2 separate regions of the Ovis aries genome follow, and region 1 is linked to region 2. Evidence: chromatin contacts called from public Hi-C data. All regions are on one chromosome and are shown on one strand. Each heading gives the region's core, a stretch centred on a gene start, on an enhancer-like site or on the middle of the called end of the contact. The rest is flanking DNA. Distances are from core to core; before and after follow the strand shown. Region 1 has its middle 15 kb from the start of TRNAS-GGA. Region 2 overlaps LOC132660157 (a long non-coding RNA gene).

What was found. A called contact is a pair of places that touch in the nucleus more often than the background predicts.
Region 1: a Hi-C map of tail adipose tissue shows a contact between it and region 2, with 6 times the contacts expected there. The contact joins two enhancer-like sites. A contact is called at or near these places in 4 of 16 Hi-C or Micro-C datasets (omental adipose tissue, skin fibroblasts and tail adipose tissue).

Annotation. Positions count from the first base shown.
Region 1 is chr7:13,650,658-13,655,545 of ARS-UI_Ramb_v3.0, reverse strand. No RefSeq gene overlaps it. Among named protein-coding and RNA genes, the nearest start is that of TRNAS-GGA, 15 kb to the left of the region's middle. Within about 2 kb of position 3,580, at least 7 of the 54 cell types and tissues checked have an H3K27ac peak or open chromatin away from gene starts, as enhancers often do.
Region 2 is chr7:13,240,321-13,245,516 of ARS-UI_Ramb_v3.0, reverse strand. The region is part of intron 1 of LOC132660157 (a long non-coding RNA gene); the gene reads left to right. Among named protein-coding and RNA genes, the nearest start is that of MAP2K1, 5.3 kb to the left of the region's middle. Within about 2 kb of position 1,971, at least 12 of the 54 cell types and tissues checked have an H3K27ac peak or open chromatin away from gene starts, as enhancers often do.

The DNA.
Region 1 (4,888 bases), core at 2,331-4,830, 410 kb before region 2:
CACTGGACACAATCCAAATGTTCATTAACCGATGAACAGATACATAAATCGCCTGTGAGCTCTGTCACTTCAGTCGTGTCCGATTCTTCATGACCCCGTGGACTGTAGCCCGCAAGGCTCCTCTGTCCATGGGATTTTCCAGGCAGGAATACTGGAGTGGGTTGTCATTTCCTTCTCCAAAGGATCTTGCCAATCCAGGGATCAAACCTGAATCTTCTGCATCTCTTGCCTCTCAGGCCGATTCTTTACTGCCGAGCTACTGAGGAAGCCCCAGTAAATTATCTACACCTATCCAACTCTCAATCTATGCAATTCACACGGAAATAAAACTCACTGGGCAATAAACAAGGAACCAAGTACAAATACACGGAAGAACTCAAATGACTCTCATAAGCTTTTATGCTGAGTGAAAGAAGCCAGATTCAAAACGTTGCCTGCCGCATGATTCCATTTACATGGCACTCTGGAAAAGGCAAAACTTTAGGGACAGAAAACAGATCAGGGGCTGGGAGGAGGAGGAAGCGCTGGTGACAAAGGCGCAGGGAGGAAATACTGAGGGAAACACTCAACAGCTTGACTACGGCGGTGTTTACACCACTGTCAAACATTTGTGAAACCTCACGCAATAAGAAGGGACGAGTTTACAGTATGTAAATTGTACCTCAGTAAGTTCTGCCCCCAACGAACAAAAACCTGGCACTTGGTAGATGATCAATTGAATGTTGACTGAAAGTCGGGTGGACGAGTGGGCAGAGAGAGTCCAGAAAGAAGAGCGGGCGAGAGCAGGAGCGTGCCCGTGTGAGGGGCTGGGGGCCTATGGGAGCCCTGAGCGGGGTGATCGGGGGCAGCGGGACACCCCGGGTGGAGGCCCCAAGACCACGGGGACTTGGACATCAGCTGACCTCTACCCTCCCTCCCTCTCTGGACCCTGCCCCTCCCCACAGTGAACGCCCAGTCCCCAGCTACTGCCTCCAGGAACAGTAGCTTCAACCCAAACACGCTCACTCTTGGGAGGACTCAGTCTCACAGCGACCCAAGTTCAAGTTCCTCTGGGTTCTGAGATAGGCGGGTGCACAGAGCGAACCCAAAGCTGCCTCCCCCCTGGGTCTTTCTCGTCCTCCCTATGTCCTGCCTGAACCTCAGGAAACAGAGGCTCCATCCTTCTGCATTAGACATGGAGTGCTCCCCTCAGGCTTGGTGGTGAGCCGAGCCCAGAGCCGCCTCTCCCCACTCACTGCCACCGTCATTGCTCCACAGGGGCCTTGATCCAGGGCTCGGGGACTCAGGAGGAGACAGCGTCCCTTCCCTGAAAGACTGTTAGTGTAATCTGATTGGAGAACACAGATCTCTCCCACAAAGAGCTCTCAGGTTGATGGAAACCCAGACACGCTTTTGTGATTCTCACGCTTGACAGCCTCCCTAGTTTAAGTCTGTACCAAATCCTAGTTTCTTGAAGATGGAGTTACAAAAGGCCAAAGTGCTTTGACCACTGTTGAACATGGGGAGCAAGAAGGGACAACGTGGGTCCAAACTTGTGAGGAGAAGGCCCAGATGTGGTAACCGTGGGAGGTGTTGACTTAAAGGGGAAAGAAAACTTTGCAGAAAGTTTTGCAGGGTGAGTCAATGTTGTTGAAAGGCTGTAGGGGGAGCCAGAAGAACGTAAGCATCCGTGGGCAGCTCTAGGGAGTAACTCAAGCTGTGGGGAACTTTCAGGAAGTTTCGAAACACAATGTCCCTGGAGACATGTGTGGCACTTCACCTATAAAAACCAATCATCATACCTTTCTCCCACAATTATTAGAAAGATCGAGTGTTACTACCTAGGTGAAACTAAGACAAAGGAGTTGTTTGGGGAAGAAAACAAAAGACTGCCAGAAGCCAGGACAACCAAACGGCACTGGGTTAGGTGTTCTGAGCCAGTTTCTGGCAGTGTAGTGCATGGAGTGCGGGGAGTCAGAGAACTCTGGTCTCAGGCCTATCTCCACCAGAGTGGGGCTGTGTGGCTTCAGGCAGGTCACTGCTCCTCTCTGGGCATCAGTTTCCACATCTGTAAAATGGGCATAATACCTCACTCAATTGCTGTGATGATGAAAGGAGAGAAACATGTTGGTGTATCCGGCGTCCATGAAGCCCAGCACTCGGCAGGGCTCAGGGAGTGAAGGTGACTGGAATAGGAAGGTCAGTCAGCCTCCCAGCGTCACCATGAGGAGGCTAAGAGGAGCACAGGCTTCAGGAGGTTCTGAGGTGGCAGAGTGGCTAGAATCTGGGTTGCACTGGTGAAACTCAGCCTACTGAGGAGGGCTTTGCCTGGGGGTGGGACCTCAAAAACCACAGGGGCACCTGGGCAGCAATGCTGAGCATTTGGCCTTGGACTCAAGTCCTGGTTGTATTGGCCGCAAACCAGGGGATCCTAGTCGGGTGTCTATTTCTCTGCCCCTCACTTTCCTCTTCTGGAAAGTGGGGATACTATGCCCGCATCACAGAGTTCAAAGTGTGGGTGGCTGGGTCCAAGGTTAGCACGTTCCCAGCAGCCTGTGCCCATGTCCGCCTTTGCCCCTCAACTCCCCCCATCTGGAGGACTTAGGGGAAGCAGAAATCTGAGAGGAGGGGAGAAGGCAGAAGCCCTGCATGACCAGACCCAGAGAGGGGAAGGAACCCCTGCAAAGTCTCCCGGCACATTAGAGGTAAGCCCCGGTGCTTCCTGGAGGGGGTGGCCTTCTGAGAGCAAAATGCCTCCCTGAACTTTCAAGGAGTTTTGATGTCTGAATCTGTGTGCCTGTCTGTCTCTCACCCTGTGACTTCCCGGCACTTCCCTCACATTCACCAGGGGTGCCCGCCTTTCCTCAGTTTGTGGGGAGTGACCATCTGTGAGGGCCTTGGGAACCTCAGTTGCAGACGCAGCACTGTCCTGTTCTCAAGAGATCAGAGAGAGGAGAGTAGAGGCTTCGGGCTGCTGTGAGGTCTGGGGAGAAGGCAGGAACTTCCAAAAGGGAGTCCATGCCAGCGTCCCCCAGGCCCCAGCATGAGGAGCATTGCTCTAGGAATGCACGCAGACGGGAGGGCAGGAGACAGGAGGCCTGAGGAGGAAACCACGAGAAGGCCTTGGAGAGATGGTCCTACGACCAGGGAACTGACTGCTGAGCCATGGGTTTCATGAGGTCAGGGGCCTCCTCTCTCTTAATAGCTTGAGGTCTAGGGGCAAATTCCTGGTAGTTCCTGCTTCAAAATATACCCAGGCCTTATCTTTCAGTGATATATACTGACATATTTATGGATGAAATAACATGATATCTGGGATTTGTTTCAAAATAATCCAGTTGTCAAGAGGGGTGAAAGGTCTGTATGAAACAAAATTGGCTGTGAGCTGATGATGGTTAAAGTGGGTGATGGGGCCATGGGAGCTCCTTGCATAATCCTTGCTACTTCTCCGTGTGTTTGACATTTTCCGTAACAAAAAGCTCCTACATCCAGAATCAGCCATTTCTCTCTAGCTCCAAAATCACTGCCCCGCATGGATGCAATCTCCTCACAGGCCAGCCTGCTTCGGTCAGGCCCCTCCAGCCTATTCTCAGCACCACCAGCAGAGGGAGCCTGTTACAACGTGAGGTCCCTGCTCAAACCCTCCTGTGGCCCCATCTCACTCAGAGTCCACACTCCATCTCCCAGCTGCTGCCTCTCCGGCTCCTCTCCAGCCACACTGGCCTCTCTTCAGCCTCCCACAGTCTCCTTCATGACCCTGAGGGCCCTATGTGCCGAGGGAGATTGGAGGGAAGGTCTGATTTAACCAGACTTCAGAGAGGATCCTAGGTGGCACCGTGGTGAAGAATCTGCCTGCCGATGCAGGAGACGTAGGTTGGATCCCTGGGTTGGGAAGACCCTCTGGAAGAGGAAATGGCAGCCCGCTCTATTATTCTTGCCTGGGAAATTCCATGGACAGAGAAGCCTGGTGGGCTACAGTCAGTCCATGGGGTTACAAAGAGTCAGGCGCAACTGACCACAGGGCCCAGTACATGCAGGCATGCAGACAGCATTCACCCGTGACACTCACACATCGTAAAACTGCACAGGACACAATTATACATTTTTAAAAAGTATTTGTTGTTATCTGAAATTCAAATCCAACTGGGCATCCCGTATTATATCAGGCAACCCTATCTGTAACAGACTGACAGCTAGTCCTACCAAGAGAAGCACGTTGTCATCTTAACGTCTCCAACGCTCAGCACACAAAGGTGCCCCCTCCTAGCAGACAGTTGCAGCAAAGCACCCTCTGGGCTGATGCAGCTCATGCCCAGTTGCAAGGTTTCAGGTCCATTTACTTCAGTGGCAAGGTGTCCTTTTGCAGTGCACAGCCTGCCCAACCATACATGGCAGCCCTGCAGGAAGCCAGAGAAACAGGTGCTTCCAGAAGGAAAGCAATTGAAACTGGCCTCCCAGCAATTTCGCTCCCCCAAAATGGGTAGGGACCAGGAGGAAGTGACGATGCCAAGGCCTATTCTGGCAGCCCCCTCTGAGCGCTTTTGGATTCGAGCCCATCTGGGATGGATCTGAACTCTTGTCTTGCCCCATGGTGGTGGGTAGAGGAGGGCCCAATGCCAGACGCCAGCTGCCCCCATGGCTGGAGGGTGCCCACTTGGAACCATTCCAAGTAAACATTTGACCAGCTCAGCCCCGGCCATCATCCCACACCAACACTTGGCCCTTGTTCCTGGACAGGCCGCCCTGTGTCCTGTCCTTTGTGGCTGACATTTTCAGCTGAGCCATGCAGGGGCTGGGGTGACCTGGTGCCCCATCCCCATTCTGCACACAGGCTCCAGGGAGGTGGTCCCTGCGGCAGTGGGGACTTGGCGGAGGAGTCCCAGCAGACGGGCCGTCGCCAGGCCAGGCC
Region 2 (5,196 bases), core at 722-3,221:
AATGAAATTAAAAATAGATCTACCAAATGATCCAACAATTCCACTCTTGGGTATGTATCCAAAGGAATTGAGATCAGGATTTCATAGCGATCTCTGCACTCCACGTTCAACACAGCCTTATACACAGTAGTCAAGATACGGAAACAGCCTAAGTGTCCGTCAACCAATGAACAGAGGAAGAAGACCTGGAATGGAATATGACTCAGCCATGAGATACAAGGAAATCCCGCCATTTACAGTGATGTGGATGGACCTTACTCTAAATGAGATAAGTCAGGCAGAGAAAAACAAATACTGTATGATCTCACTTGTATGTGAAATCTATAAAACCCAAACTCAGGGAAACAGTAGAGTAGAGGTCACAAGAAACTTTGGGAGAAGAAATGAGATATTGGCCAAAGGGTACAAACTTCTAGTTATAAAATTCACGAGTTCTGAGAGCCTGATATACAGTATTTATAGCTAATAATACTATAGTATATAATTGAATGTTGCTCAGAGTAAATTTTAAGTGTTCTCACACAAAACAGAAATGGTCATTATGGGACAGCAAGGAAGGCTTATTTAATGCTATGGTAGAATCATTTTACTATATATAGCTTTGTCAAATCAACATTTTGTACACAAATTTATACAATGTTATATGTCAATTCAGTTCAGTCGCTCAGTCATGTCCAACCGACTCTGTGACCCCATGGATTGCAGCACACGAGGCTTCCCTGTCCATCGCCAGCACCCAGAGTTTGCTCAAACTTATGTCCATCGAGTCAGTAATGACATCCAACCATCTCATCCTCTGTCGTCCCCTTCTCCTCCTGTCTTAGGTCAATTACATCTCCATAAAACATGGGAGAAAAAGAAATCACAAGAAGACTTTTTTTCCTCTGTCAGAAAATAGGTCAGACCAGCTGAAATGTATTTTTATTTTTTCTATTTCGGTTTTTAAATTGAAAGAAAATATAGGCTTTTCTCACATTAAAACATATAGGCCTTCTGAATATTTTGTGGGTTTAAAAAAAATTATGTAACTAATGCCAGCTTAATACCGGGGAAAAAACTAGAATAGTAGAAAAAGATAATAAGAACCATTCATGAAACACTGCCATTTACATTATGGAGTCCTGTGTTCATATTAGCCATGCTCACACAGTTAATATTTTAGGATCAGTGAACTTTATATTATCAGCCTATGAGTTTTATTTTAGCAGCAAGTCCATATTTGCTTCTTACAAATTAAGACCTTTTATTCTCTTACTACGACAAATTCAACTGGGAAATTCAAAATAAAAAAATGTCAAGTTATGGTAAACAAAAGTTAATCCATATGAGGAAATTCCACCTTACGTTTTCCCCTTTTTTTTGCCATACCCCAAGTAGCATGTGGGATCTTAGCTCCCCCACCACAGATCAGACGCACACCCTCTGCGGTGGAAGCTTGGCGTCTTAACCACTGCACCGCCAGGGAATTTCCTTCTTCATTTTTATACATTTGCCTACTCTCTAGTCATGAGAGAACTCTGACTCTTTATTAAAGGCTTTTACTATCGTTAAAACTCCCTTTGCCTATAATTCATTCTGCAAGGTGGGGCTGACTTTTGTAATGTTTAAATAAACAGCCAAGGAATATAATCCATTGTCTAGATTTTTAAGCTCCTGTGAGTTTGGCAGCTGTTCCTATTGAGTAACTGAGTGAAGGGTCACAGTGGACAGGGTAACACCACCCTCCCCTCCCCTTTCAGAGGCAGTACATCCACTTCCTCAGTTCTAGATGTCAGACATTCCAAATGCAATGAAACCACTGGGTTATTTTGGGAGCCACATTTAATGGTCACTTGCCCTTCGTTTAAAGGAAAAGGTGCCCCAGCAAGGTGAGGGCTGATGCAATTTCAATTGCTCTCTAAGGATGTGGCTTCAACCAGACAGGATGTCAGATCTGGCACCTTTGTTTGGAGGGGAGAGGTGGTAGGGACCTCACCCTAGCCTGGCATCCGTGAGAGATGTGCTACTTTGCTTTTCTCCCTTGGGGAGCACAATGAAAGAAGATACGCTTGGGACATACCAGCTTCCTCGAGGGCAGCTGTGGGGAAGGAAGTCTTGACTTCCTTTGCAATCACAGTCCAGGATCCCGGATATTCTTAATCTCTAATCTGGTCTGAGATGAAACAAATCTTTCCCAGAACATTTATTTGAATGCTTGTCATCACTGGTCAGTTGTTGTTTTGTTTTTTTTTTTCCATTCTTGCTTCTACTCAATGGAAAACCCCAGCATCATCCTTTTCCTGTCAAGTGCTTTGCAAAGATTACAGGCAGGAAATTTAAAATGAGAGTGACCATTTAATCTACAGATTTGAGAGCTATGATAAAAGAATACAGGGCCTACACATGTAGAGTCATTGTAACATCTATCAATCTTTTTATAATTCATACTCCTGCTCAGAGGCCAGGTCATCTTGTAGAGAGCTTAGAATTTGTCTAAAGAGAGTTTCATCCCCACAAATGAACAGTGGGTGACACATAGTCTCGGGTTTATGTGTGTTTTAAGATATTTTAAATTATACTGATTAGTACATCAATGTGTTTTAGCTCAGTTGGGAAAGAACCCACCTGCAACGCAGGAGACCCTGGTTTGATTCCTGGATCAGGAAGATCATCTGGAGAAGGGATAGGCTACTCACTCCAGTATTCTTGGGTTTCCCTTGTGGTTCAGCTGGTAAAGAATCCACCTGCAATGTGGGAGACCTGGGTTCAATCCCTGGGTTGGGAAGATCCCCTGGAGAAGGAAAAGGCTACCCACTCCAGTATTCTGGCCTAGAGAATTCTGTGGACTGTATAGTCCATGGGGTCACAAAGAGTCAGACACCATTGAGTGACTTTCACTTTCACTTTTCACTTCATACTCCTAGGGAGCAAGGAATCTCTTCTCTGTGATGTTCCAGATTGTACTGTCTCATAAAATATAAAATATTGTTATTGTCATTATACTGATAGCAATTTGGTGTCATTATAATTACTACTGAGCCATACTGCTATTTATTCTTGCTCCTGTGTGTGCTTTCTTTGAATAGATAGACCTTTATAACTAGATCCTTGTCTGGTACTTGATATGGGGTTTCTGTGTGAAGAGAGTGGGAGACAGTTCATTTTAGAATTTTAGAACTTGAATTAAATAGTAAAACTGAGCCTTGGAGGGTTTAGTGGCGTCCTTTGTGGTCACATAGCTAGTTAGGGGTAGAACAGGAACACATCTAATTCCCAGGTTAATGATCTTCTGGAACCTCTTGGTACCTTGCCAAGTAATAGATAGGTGCAATTTGTTTTATTTGATAGTCATCAGGTAAGTTTGGCTGTGACATTTTCAAGTATCTCCAATTATAATGACACTAAAGATCTTGATCATGTCATAAATAAGGATAATATGATTGTTCCTTTATCTACCACCTCATTCTCTAATTTTCATACTTGCCTTCAATTTCAAGTGGCTTCAAACCATATTGGGCACAAGTTTAAAGGTTTGAGTAGATCATAATCCACGTTTTTGAGTTCTATGAATCTGAGGCCAAACTTAGAGACTGACAAAACTCAATGTCATTCATACTTCGTTTAAAACCTGTTGGGAAAAAAAGCAATTTCATACAATGTCCATAATGCATGCAGTTCAAATTTATTTTAGGGAAATAATGAGATGTGCACAAAGATTTATATATAACAGAGATGTGTATTTCAGCATTACTCATAATAACAAGCCGTAAACACAAATTAATTTTTCTTTTATACTAACTTTGTTTGCTCTCTTTCATTGAATTCAGTGTTTTTTTTCCCCATTCCCCCCCTCCCCATCTTAGAAGAAAAAATCAAGAATTTGTTAACAGTAATTACCTTTAGAAAGAAAGACTTACCGAGTGGGAAGAAAAGCTTTCACTTTTCATTTTGTACTTTTTTTAAATTTTGTTAGATATTTCTGTCCATATAAATGAACTGCTTTATTTTTTTATTTTCTTTGAAAATGTCAACAGGTATTTCCTAGGCAGGAAGATAATGGCAATTTTTGTTTCCCTTCTTTGAATTTCTCGGTGCTAAAAAAGTAATAAATTATGTTATCTTAAGAAATTAATGAAAAAAAAAGAAATTAATGTCCCAAAATAGAGGATTTTATGATCCATCTACATGATGAAACTTAGTGCATCAGTTTAAAAATCTCTCTTTAAAAGAGTAATATAACAGCAGGGGAAAATGCTGCAAAAGTAGTGACAAAGGCACTTATAAAAATTATATACATATGAGCACCATTTTATTATTAAAATACAGTGTAAATATACATGATGGATAGAGAGAGGGAGAGATTGAGAGAAAGAGAAGACAAAGGAAATATTTCAAGATGCTAACAGTGTGTATTTCTAGGAGGTAAAATTATGGAGAAGGAAATGGCAACCAACTCCAGTTTTCTTGCCTGGAAAATTCCATGGATGGAGGAGCCTGGTGGGCTGCAGTCCACGGGGTCTCGAAGAGTCAACACAACTGAGCGAATTCACTTTGACTTTTCACTTTCATGCATTGGAGAAGGAAATGGCAACCCACTCCAGTGTTCTTGCCTGGAGAATCCCAGGGATGGGGGAGCCTGGTGGGCTGCCGTCTGTGCAGTCGCAGAGTCGGACACGACTGAAGTGACTTAGCAGCAGCAGCAGCAGTGCCTCAGAGGGCTTCCCTGGTAGCTCAGGTGGTAAAGATCCTGCCTGCAATTCAGGAGACCCCAGTTTGATTCCTGGGTTGGGAAGATCCCCTGGAGAAGGGAAAGGCAACCCACTCTAGTACTCATGGGCTTCCCTGGTGGCTCAGACAGTAAAGAATCTGCCTGCAATGCAGGAGACCTGGCTTCAATCCCAGGATTGGGAAGAGCCCCTGGAGAAGGGAAAGACTACCCGCTACAGTATTCTGGCCTGGAGAATCCCCATGGACAAAGGAGCCTGGCAGGCTACAGTCCACGGGGCCACAAAGAGTTGGACATGACTAAGCACAGGCACAGTGCCTCAGACTCTGTCCCTTTTCTGTCTACATTCTCTGCTATGTGCTCCAACATCTTTATGCTGATGAGTTCCCAATTTTAGTACTGCTGGTCTAGACCTCTCCTCCTGGGGTTCAGACGTGAATGCGAGCTAAGTCACTTTAATTGTGTCCAACTCTTTGCGAGCTCATGAACTG